Linked DNA regions of Anas platyrhynchos: region 1 is linked to region 2. Evidence: chromatin contacts called from public Hi-C data. All regions are on one chromosome and are shown on one strand. Each heading gives the region's core, a stretch centred on a gene start, on an enhancer-like site or on the middle of the called end of the contact. The rest is flanking DNA. Distances are from core to core; before and after follow the strand shown. Region 1 overlaps CARMIL1 (capping protein regulator and myosin 1 linker 1). Region 2 holds the start of CARMIL1 (capping protein regulator and myosin 1 linker 1).

Region 1 (5,340 bases), core at 879-3,378, 71 kb after region 2:
GTGGTAGTAATGGAGAGCTTCTGATAGAAATCATAGAGCAGCTAGTAAGCATGGACTGGAAAAATAATCACAACTGGGATAATTATGATAATGAATAATGACAAAAACAGGGATGGTGTAGCTGCGAAGTATATAGAAAAGATTGACTGTCTTCTGGACTTCAAGGAATTCTCTAAATGATATATTTCTAAATAAGAAAGCCTGTCACAAATGCTTCTTTCATGAAGTAAATTGTGATGGAAGAGACTGAAGCAGTTTGAGACTGACAAAATGGCAAATGTTGGGGGGAAAAGGAACTGAAGGCATCAGAGAGTGTATTTTAAATGGGAAAACTGCAACATTTCATCAGAAAATTAGAAAGTTTTTTTTTAGGTGTCTGTCAATCAGTTTTCAGCAAGAGAAAAGAAATTGGCTTTTATTTATGTATTTATTTATTTATTCATAAGCATTTCAGCAAAGGGCAGTTTCCAGCCATGGGGTGAATGGGGTGAGCATCACGAACCTTCCCGTGGCTAGCAAAATGCTGGGGTTGTTTCATGTTATTTTATTTCATCACAAAGCTGTGTATATGATCATGGTGTACATCATCATTGAGTTTTCCAGAACTCTTTATTCCAAGGTATTTTGAGTAGGGCAGTGGTTTTTAAAAGATTTGTTTCATTTGCTTGAGAATTTGAAACCACTTTAAATATAGATGAGGTTGCTGGAGTTGCTGTGGTCTGTCTGGCAAAACAGATGCATTAGAGCAACTAATGACCTTCCCCAGACTGATGGACAGGTAGTCTGCTGGGTTAACCCAGTGCAGCCCTGGTAATTAAACTTACAGTGCCAAAATATGGCTAGAATTTGTCAATAAATCACAAGATGCATCTGTGTATTTGTTCTCTTGAGTCTCACTGAGAATCTGTGCTCAAGTTGTATTTACTGAAGCAAATTATTTTTTCTGGTAAATAAAAGATGACCTTGTAGGCCACGAATCTCTGCAGAAATAACTTGCAGGGTATGTTTTTGGTGAATGTTTCCAAATTAATTTTCAATTTTTAACTTATTTCACATACTTTTAAGAGGTGGAGTGTCACAGAGTTGAGAATGATAAAAACATTAAGAAATCGTCAACTTTGGGGTATCTGCATGTGAGTAGGAGTCATTTAACATTCAAATAATAATTCTGCTTTGTGCTTAAAAAAAGGCAGAGTAGGAAGACAGACTGAAGCAACTGCACACTAAATATACTTCTCCTTTTCATCCCTTTCACGCAGCAGCAGCCTGGGTGTGCTTGCTTGCTTTGATCCCTGTCACAGCAGTCACTTGCAAGTCTTTGGGTATACAGGTGTGTTAAAGCATGAGTCTTTACACCCCATGTGTTTATATTTTGACAGGATCTTTTAAATTTATTAATGATTGACTACCACTTGTGACCAAATGATGTGGTTATGGAGGAATGGGGTTGCAGCTTGGTGAGCTGAACACATAAATGTTTCTTTATCTGAAGGAAAAGGAGGTTAAACACCGTGCCTGGCCCATGCTTCTGGCACAATCTAAGCCAGGGCATGCTTTGTGCTGCTGATGGATAAGTGTTTTTCTGAGTGACTGGTTTTTGATGTGACTTTGACCGAGACGCTGTTTTTCTTGTAATTAAGGTGCCTCAAGTGCCAAATAAGCATAATGGTAGCAGAATCCTCTTAGTAAAATGCTTGAGAACTGCTGGAGAGTAGCTAGGGGCTACCTTTTGCTTTTTATTTTCTTTATGGGAAGAAATTAAAAACTCCAGGAAATCTAGAATCTAGCTATTCATAAAACTCAACACCGCTGGAAACCTTGGAAAGCCCTGGACAATTATGTAATTAAGCACACATTCATTATTCATGTTAGAGGAATGCACGGAGACCTGGGACTTCGCTCACAAAATAACTCCGTGCTCCAACGGGGAGGTGAACGGTGAGTGTGAAAACACCTCCGGTGCCTCTGTGTTTGGCATCAGCATCACATTTCACAGGGTGGGAAGAGGGGGTAATGCGTTCTTGTAAGAGTCCACAATATGTGTTGTGTTGCTCTTGCAAGCAGAGCCCTACTCACAGAGAAAAGGGCAAGCTGGGATCTATTTGTTTATGCACTGCAACTGGATCAAGGAGAAAGAGGGCACCAAAAACTGGTAATGTTTCTCAGCTTATCAGAAGAACCTCGAGTGGCTTTGGGGTAGAGGCTGCTGTGTTTCCAAACATGAACAAACATGTTGATGTTAAAATGCAGATGTTGCATAAAATTGTGAAAAAAAAGATGGATTAAAGAGAAAGCAGTGAACTAACGGTGATCCTGTCAAAGGTCAGTATGCATATTCATGGATTTTAGCAGCTGAAATTGTGATAAATGCCAGGCCTCCTCTTGGCCAAGTCTACCATTTTTGAAAGAAGCCTGGTCCTGCTGTTGTCAAAATGGGACATTAATTTTGCAGTAATCATTGACCTTGTCTCTGACTGACCTCATGTAAAAATCAAACTCTTACTTGCTTCTGACAATCCCAACTGTGGAAATCTCAGTGTTACTGGATAAAAGGGCTCAGGCTGCTTTTGTACTGTATTATTGCTCAAGAATCGTTTGTGGGATAAATAAAGGGGCATCATCCTACAACAGTTCTCTGTATGTAAATACATTTTCTTAAGGCAAATAGGTGCTTGGCTTTGGCAGGATCACTATGGGAGTCTCTGTGCATCCAACACATGGAGATGCACTGACTTATGCTCTGTTGGAACATCCTTTTCCAATATAACCATCTTACAGCCTTCTGGTTACCTGGTTTGCATTTACCTTTGCTACTTGGGCTGATCATGTTTATTGTAATCATGTTAAAAGGAGCCTTTGTAAGCAGCACTATCCAATACAAGGGTGTGACTGAGCGTTTAGTCCTTCCCAGAGATACCCAGGAGCGTTGCATGCAAATACTGTGGGCAGCTGCCCTTAGGAAGAGCAGTGAAAGAGTGGAAGGAATCCCAGTTTTATTCCGTGAGACCCTTCCCTGTCCTTTGTATGCAGGATTGTAGAAGGAGTGCTTGCAATCTTGCATCTTGAAAGTGAGCAGGACAGAATTTTTCTATCCCCAAAGTGCGTGCAAGGGGACAAGGCTGATTTGTCTGGTAGGGTTGGGATGTTTCATTGCCCTGGGTTGCAGCAGAGGTGTGCCAGACAGCAAAATGGGACTTCAGGTGATGGATGGGTGTTAAAAGGAGGTAAGGTAATGTTTCTCTTCACCAGCAGCGTGGCCCTAACTCAGTGATAACTGGAGCACTGTCTCTGTTCACTTCAGCTCTGAGAGATTCTGCTAACATCAAACATTAGTATTTGGCGGTGTTCATGCCTTTAAGTTTTAGCAAGATATGATATGTTACTGTAAAAATAGGATTCTGGGTCCTAGATGTAAAATCCACCAGGAGCCGATGTGAATGATACAAAGCACCCAGGCTCCCTTGCTTCCCTTCAGGTTTCACCCTGCCTTTCACACCAGCACCATCGACCCGTCCCTGCTGCACTGCTCCTGCCATGCTGCTGCCCTGCTGTCATCTCCTGGCACCATTTCCTGCTGTAATGCAGGTTGGCTGAGATACAGAGGTTCAAATCCAAACTTCAAAAAGTCTAAAGCATGTTAGGAGCTGGGTGCTGAGTGGGATATGTGTTGTGTTAACCTCCGTGTATGGAGAGAAATGATTATCTAGCATGACTGGACATAGCGGGTCCCAGCTCTGTGGAAAACTCTGCATGTGCTGCGGGGTTTTGATCTTCTACATATTTGAATCTAGATTTGAAAACTGGGATCTTTTATTTTTTTTGGCTGGAAAAATGTAGGCGACAATAACTAATTCCATAGGTGGGTAAATCAGAAGCCGTGCTGTGGTTTTGCAAACTGATTCATTGCTCTTGCAAGGCTTTAGATCTGTGAGTGGAAATTGAAGTGGTACTTCTATATATCATTATATTTCGATTGGCAATAACTTTGAAAATATTTCAGTCTCATTGTGTTTTCTCCCCTGAGTCACTGTTCTCACTAATCTAATCACGTTTTTCCATTGTCCTTGCCAGAGAAGAAATGCAGTTGGTGTCACTGAGAAATCTTTGCATTGTTATTCTAGAAATGCACTCTCTGTATCCAAAGGAAAATATTTGCATATAGTCTCTTATATTACTACCATCTTATTTATGTTGCATATTTTGGTCACATTTAAGTGCACCGCAGTTCCTGAGAGGACTTCTTATCCTTGCTTCTTTTTAAAGTGTCACTAAGATTGCTATTAGATGTCCTCGAGAGATCGATTAAATACATTTCTTCTAGTTTGATGCTACTATACTAACTAGTTGGTAGATGACCAGATTGCAGCAGTCTATTTGCTCAGCTGTACTGGATCGGAGCCCAGTTTTGCTTCCTTCAGTGTATGACAGCAAAGGGAATTGTCGCTAACTCCACTCGAGGCTTTTTCCCTCTGGTTTCAGGATTTTCCTAGAAGAGATTCTTTAATAATATTACTGATAAATGAAGTATTTCTTACAATTATTATTTTTTTTTTCCTAACAGATTTTGGCATCATGTCGGGCATTTCTTTTAACATCTCGGATTCCCACCAAGGTAAAGCTACCGTGTTTCTACAACTATTGTGTATTTTTAGATATAAATGTAAGTTGCATAAACTTAGCATATTGTAGTTACACTTGTGCATATGTTTAAGAATATCATAAGGAATGTTGTTAAGGTGTGTGGTGTTAAATCTGTTAGATGCTTCCATTTATGTCTGTCCTAAATGAGTTGTCAGTTTACACGAACTCTTTTAGAGAAAATTTAGCTTCTAGAAATGCAGGTGGGTGAAGTATTAGGCTGGAAATATCAACGTGATGAAATGAGATATGAATCTGATGACCTTTGTAGTGCTACAGTTTCAAACAAGCTGATTGGCATTATTCCCTGTAGAGTTTCTAATGTCAAATAGGCATATAGTTGATTTGGAGAAAGAAATTATGTTGAGTTTTACTAAATTCCCCTGTTTTCCGATGATTTCTGTGGAGATTGCAGTTCATTTTGAAACGCATCTTTATAACTGTCCTTACCAAAGCCACTAAATTATTATTATTCCCAGAAGAATTTGTAATGATTGTTGTAGCAGTGAAAGAAAATTTCCACGTGAACGAAAATGACTGACGTGAAGGATCATCTCTTGTCCAGATTGGAATTGGTGAATGTGAATTTGACACACATTCTATATTGTGTTTCACATGTGTATATAGCTGTGTTACACACGTGTGTGCCTAAGTATGTGTATACGTAGATATGCTTTATAGAAATAACTGGATCAATAAATT
Region 2 (5,881 bases), core at 3,017-5,516:
GCCTGACTGGCTAGGATGGTGGCAGATGAGACTGTGTGGTCCAATTTGACTTCATTCACCCAACGTAGTATGCAATACCCGTGGAGTTGTGAGGGGATAGCTGGAGAAGAACCCACCCCTTTGAATTTATTCTTAGAAACGCAACTAGCGAGGCTGGATCATCTATATCTAGAGCTGTTTTCTGCCCTGTTTTTCATAGATATGAGCTTTTGCTGCACATTGCAAGGCAGCTTTGCAAATCAGATTTGATCACCTGATTCCTCCTACCCTGATGCTGCTCTGCAGCAGGATGACTCCATGGTGTGACTCGAATGTCAGTCTGGCACCCGCTGTCAGCAACAGAAATCTTTCCACTGGCTTCAGCAGGAATAGGATCATGCTACAGATCGCATCATAATATTGTTCACATCATGCTCCTAAGGAAAAAAGATTGAGATTCAACAGTGCTTAAGCCTCAGTCCAAGTGGCAGAGAAGATAGGAGGGAGGGCATTCAGCAGCAGAGACTATGAGTAGCCTACCTTATGGCAGTGAATGTGGCTTGGCACCAGCTCACATTGACACCTGCCTGACCTGCAGGAGAAGACAGGATTTCAGCTGAGAAGGAGGATGAGGGCAGCAGAAGGGCTGGAAAACAGAAATGCAACAGAGTATGTGTCAATGCAGGGTGTGAGGTGCCATAATAACATAGAGACCTGTGAGAGGTGGTCAGAAATTCTTTGCAAGCTACTTCTTATAATTTATGGTTAATCTGATACATGAACATGCAGTTCTGAGGGCATCCCCCTCCTCCCCCAACCACCACTTTTTTCTGTCTCAAATGTCTCCCTGCTCAGAGTCTTCTGATGTCCCTAGTTCTCCCCTGCTCTGTTACTGTCAGTTAAGTCTAAGCTGTGGATGCTGTTCTGTTCCCCGCAGCAATTTAACTGGCGCACGATCCAACCCACTGTTCTCGTCAGAATTTTTGTCACACCAGACACTACAGTAGCTTGAACAATCTTTAGAGAGAAAAAAAAAAATCTACAAGCAAACCACACAGCTCCCATATCTGTGGCAGGCAAGTTGGTTATCCTCTGAATGACTTATTTTAAAATGACTTCCTGGGTCTGCTCTGGTGGAAGAAAATGAAGCCTCCTTCCTTTTCAGCAGGCCTGCTGCACACATGATATGCAAATGCTACATGACTACTGTAGCGTGATCCTAGCTAGGACACCAAGCCGTGATCATTTTCACCACTGCAGGTAACATAAGATGAGGAGAGCCCACTGACGGACATAGCAATGACTGCTTGGGAGCAGCTCGGGGTAAGAGCTGCACCCTAGGGTTACAGGAATACAACTGAGCTCAGACAGAAACCCAGCTCCATCTGCCTCAGCCACCCCAGTTTCACTTAGGCACCTCTGTTCTTCTCAGCTGTGCCTCTGTGGGGGTGGTGGTGTGGCTTTTCCTTTAAGCTGTAGAGGACAGTCTCCATTTGGGAGGCCTGGGAGCCAAATGTTTGGGACCCCAGGGGAGGTGGTCCAGGCTTCTCTGCTCTGGGAGGTGGAAACATCCTACTTTTCACAGGGCTTGCTGATGTTGCAATAGTGCCAGTATCCAGGCATTACTACAGCTGCAGCTTGCCTGAACGACCATTTCCTGCCTCCTCTCTAGGGAATAAGGAGTGGGAAATGATGCAATCTGCTGATTGAATCTGACCTTGGGGGCATTAACCCACCCAGATTTAGTCTACCTTCCCTCCCTTGAACCAGGTCAGTCTTCTGGGCTCCCAAAAGGAATGATACAGTAGCCTTGGCAGTGCTACTTCGTTAGCTTGTTATGCTGGTGATTAAAAAACAGAACAGAAAAAAAACTGCCTGCTACCACCATTCTTTTTGTTTGTTTTCTTTATTTTTCTGTATGTATCCTGGCTTTGCTGTGCTGGCTGTTTCGTGTGAAAAGAAGCAGAGATGGAGGGGTGCTCGCAGTACCCAGCAGAGTGCTGCAGGCAGGCAGGCCTGGAAGGAGCACATTGCTTCTGCAGCTGGTGCACCCTGAGAGGCCTACAGTCGCGTGGCAGGAGCCAGGAAAGCAAGATCCACACTTCAAGTACTGTTTCAGATAGAAATGAGGCAATGAAACTGCTTCTGCTTCATGTATGAGCTGTCATAGTTCCAAAAACGTGCATTTTTGCAGAGTAAGTAAATAGCGATGGAAGAGAAGGTATCTTTTGGGGAAGTTTTAGTCAAACACAGGGCATTAGACTCAATACAGAAGTAACTGCATGAAATTACATATCCTTCCTTATGCAGACCTAATAATCTGATTTTTCCTTCCTGGGTATTAGAAAAGATGTGAACTTCAGAATTCCTATTTTGTAGTTGTTATTTTTGTTTTGTTTTCTGCCCAAAGATGCTCAGATCCCTCAGTTGGAAGTAAGCTTGCTTATGTGCAACAAGCAAAAAATGCATATTTGTGCTGAGCTATGAGGAAAGACTGTCAGGTATTCTGCAGAGAAAGGAAAAGGATGCAGGTACAGTGAAGAAGAGGGAGCAGAGGACCATCAACAAGCAGGTATAGAGCTCTCTTTCTATGCATATATATGGCCAGGTAAAGTTTGACTGGCAGTGCTGTGTGTTAAAAGCACACAGCTTCTTTTACCAGTATACCCTATATTTACTGTTTGTTTATTTTCTTTAAAGAATGTCCCTATTTGCTTCCTGTAGTTAAACAACAAAAAGGAAAGGCAGCAAATTTGTATCTATTTCTTTAGTAATTGTATCTGTGTTGGTAAGATAATAGCTAAAGTTATTCAGAGAGCTGGTTGTTGCTGTGGGGAATCATAAAATCGTTTCACAAGTCGCAACCATTTCAAACTGCTAGTTATGTTTCTTTTGAAGACCAGGGAATGTGTAGTCCCCTAGATGCACAGAGCAGCAGCACAGCATTTTACCAGGAAAATAAGTCATCTTCTTGGATTTGTGCTGTTGCTCTCACTGAATGCATTTCAGGCGTCTTAAATAGGCATAAATGACTTTGATCTTGCAGATCCGTCACTCACTTGTAGAGCGCCTGAAATATGAGGTTTATGCAGTAATCCACCCCTTCAGGATGCAGGACGACCAATCACAGTCCTGCTGCAGTGAAAATGATCTTCTCATTGAAACTGTGCATCGCTACCAGGAGCAAGCCGAAGTATTTCCAGAGCTGCCTAGCCTCTTCCTCTCCCCTCATCCAATGAGCTTCTGTCTGCCCTTATTTTTATAGGCGCAATTAGGCAGCTCACGTGCTGTGTTTCTGTAACGCGTCTGTTGCACATAACAAAAATGCTCAGCGGCACAGTGCAACAAGCAAAACACTGCTATTTGTGGGGTTTTCTTTGATCCTGGGAAAGGAGGCATGCTTCTGGTTTCCTTCAGTCTAGCATAAACCCAGATACTTGCCTTTCCCCTCCTAAGGCGTTTGCTAAACAACCTGTAACAAGGGCATCACCTTATAACAGGTGACATCCCTGTGGAGACGAGGTGGGGGAGTGCAGAAGAGGCAGATGAGCTCTGGATCAGAGGTTATCCTTCGCCGGGGCTTAAAGCGACCCAGCCTTGGCGATCTCGTTCCCAGGCAGCAGGAAATGAGGGCTGACTTGATGGTTACAACCACTCCCTTTACAGCGTCAACCTTTTTTTTTAAAGAAACACACGAGAAGGAGCACTCCTGTGGGGCAAGGCCAGAGGATGCATCTGCCGAGGATGAGGACCTGTTGAGGAGGGCCGGCAGCGAGACCTTGAGACCTCGTTGCCGTAGGCGGTTCTGCATGGCTCCTGTGCTGAGTGGTGCTGGCTGGAGAGGCCACGTCCATGGAGCACCGTGTCCTGTGGGACCTCACGGTGGCCGAGCGCAGGCTGCAAACATCTGCGCTTGGTGCTGTAGCAGTGTTGCAATGCTTCCTCTTGGCGCTCAGGGGTTGTCAACAGCCAGCACCAGCACAGCCAAACCGTGGAAAAGGAGACGGTTCATCCATGCGAGAGGCTTCCTGCGAGCCAAGGACCGGGCAGCTCAGCCCTCATGCTGTTGTCGCAGTTATTTATTTACCTGCACTCAGGTCGTGCCTGGGCTATCACCACAGCCCCCCGAGCCCCCCAGTAGGGCCAGGGCCTCAATGGCGACCCCAAATCAGACCCCAGACCCTGCCTGGAGGGAGAAGGAGGCGGAGAGCAGGGACCAAAGCGGAGCCTGGGGCCGGGAGACCCTTGGGGGCCGCGCCATGGCCGCTCTCCCCGGGGGCCGTGCTGCGGGTGGGAGCGGCGGCGGCCGGCAGGTGGCCCCCGTGGCCGCCCTCCCCTCACCCCGGGGGGCTGGGGGGGCTGCATTTCCCTGCCTTCCCCTGCCCTGCCGGCCGTGGGCGCCACGGTTCCCCTCTCGGGAGCTGCGGAGGCCGGGGGAGGGCACCCTCCCTCCATCCATCCCTCCCTCCTTCATCCTGCCGCGGCGAGGGGGAAGGAGGGCGGGCAGCCCCCGCCCGGCTCCCTCCTCCTCCCTTCTTCTCCTCCCTCCCTCCCTGCCTGCCTGCCTGCCTCGGGGCTGGCTTCCTCCCCGGGAAATGCCCCTCCCGGCCGCTCTCTGAAGATCCCCATCCCCTTTTCCCTCCGCTCTCGCACGGCACCCCGGCGCAGGGCCAGCCCTCTTCGCCCTCCTCCTCCTCCTCCTCCTCCTCCTCCTCCTTCTCCCCCGCCCCGCGGCTCGCATGCTCGCCCGGCCCTGCGGAGGGGCGGCCAGCCGCTGAAGCAGCCCCGCCGCCCGGCATGGCCGAGGAGAGCTCCGAGCTCCCCCGGGAGCTGATAGGTGAGGGCTGGGGGTGCCGGGCGGGGGGCACCGGGGGGGCTGCGGGCTCCCCGGGGGACGGGAGGGCCGGGGGACGAGGCCCCGCTGCTGCCTGCGGGGACCCGAGCCGGGGGGGATCCGGGGGGGCTCTCCAGTGGGGGTGCAGGCTGGTGGGGGTCCTGGGGGGCTCCCGGGGGTCCCCCGGGGCAGGGACACGCGTGGGGAAGAGCCGGTAGCAGCCCTGCTGTCAGCCTCCAAGCTGCGCCCGGGGGGGGGGGGTTACATGATGTTTTTTTTTCCCCCCCTCCCACCCCACTGGGCTTGTTTAAAACTCATTTTTTTTTCGTCTGTGTGCACGTCCGAGAGGCTATTTGTAATTAAAGTTTAATGGCTGCATGCGGTGACCTCCCCCCCTACTCCCCCCCATGTTCCACGGTCTGTGCTTAAGCAACGCTGGCTGATGGCGAGGACCTCCTGAAAATGCTGTCATCGCTACTTGGGAGTGCTCAGTACATGGCGATACGGGCTGCTGGCAACCGGTGTCATTTGGGGATAACAGGTCTGATGCTTTAGGATCCAGCTGCTCTGCTCAGGCCAGGCGTCCACGGGTTTTAGACGCCGGGTCGCCTGTTGAAGGGCAATACGAAGCTCTCACCTACACTGGAATTAATTTAAAGTACTGCCTCAGTGACAGATGGAAACAGATTTGTCATGCAACCAGGTACATGTTGCACTGAATGCAGCTCTTACAAACATCACCTAGCTCATTTACACTGTTGCTGTGCCTTTGGTTGCTACAGGCAGTGCTTTTGCTGGGAATTAGTTTGAGTGTTTATAAAATATCGGCAAAAATCTGTATGGCAAGTTGCATTTGTCACAGATATTTTTTTCCTCTGTATAGAAAAAATCGCTTTATTTATGGTCTTTTTAATGTGCAAACCATGGGGGGTTACTAGCATTAGTATGTAGCCTGGCTACTGGGAAGTGATGAGCTATGTTTAAAACTGATTTTTTTTTCTTCTTTTTTTAATACATTTGAGATACTAACACATGATAGTAATTGTTGTGCATCTGCACTGTACCCTG

Evidence for each region. A called contact is a pair of places that touch in the nucleus more often than the background predicts.
Region 1: a Hi-C map of F5 follicle shows a contact between it and region 2, with 3 times the contacts expected there. The contact joins the enhancer-like site here to the promoter of CARMIL1 in region 2. A contact is called at or near these places in 5 of 8 Hi-C or Micro-C datasets (F5 follicle, liver, skeletal muscle and 1 more).

The regions. Positions count from the first base shown.
Region 1 is chr2:62,738,338-62,743,677 of IASCAAS_PekinDuck_T2T, forward strand. CARMIL1 (capping protein regulator and myosin 1 linker 1) reads left to right here. Exons shown (of 38, transcript XM_072034847.1): 4 at 4,562-4,612. Among named protein-coding and RNA genes, the nearest start is that of CARMIL1, 71 kb to the left of the region's middle. Within about 2 kb of position 2,129, at least 1 of the 8 cell types and tissues checked has an H3K27ac peak or open chromatin away from gene starts, as enhancers often do. A contact at or near this core is called in F5 follicle, where this site is marked.
Region 2 is chr2:62,665,282-62,671,162 of IASCAAS_PekinDuck_T2T, forward strand. CARMIL1 (capping protein regulator and myosin 1 linker 1) reads left to right here and starts at 4,267. Exons shown (of 38, transcript XM_072034847.1): 1 at 4,267-4,816. The coding sequence starts at 4,777. LOC140001897 (a long non-coding RNA gene) reads left to right here. Exons shown (of 3, transcript XR_011807625.1): 3 at 1-995.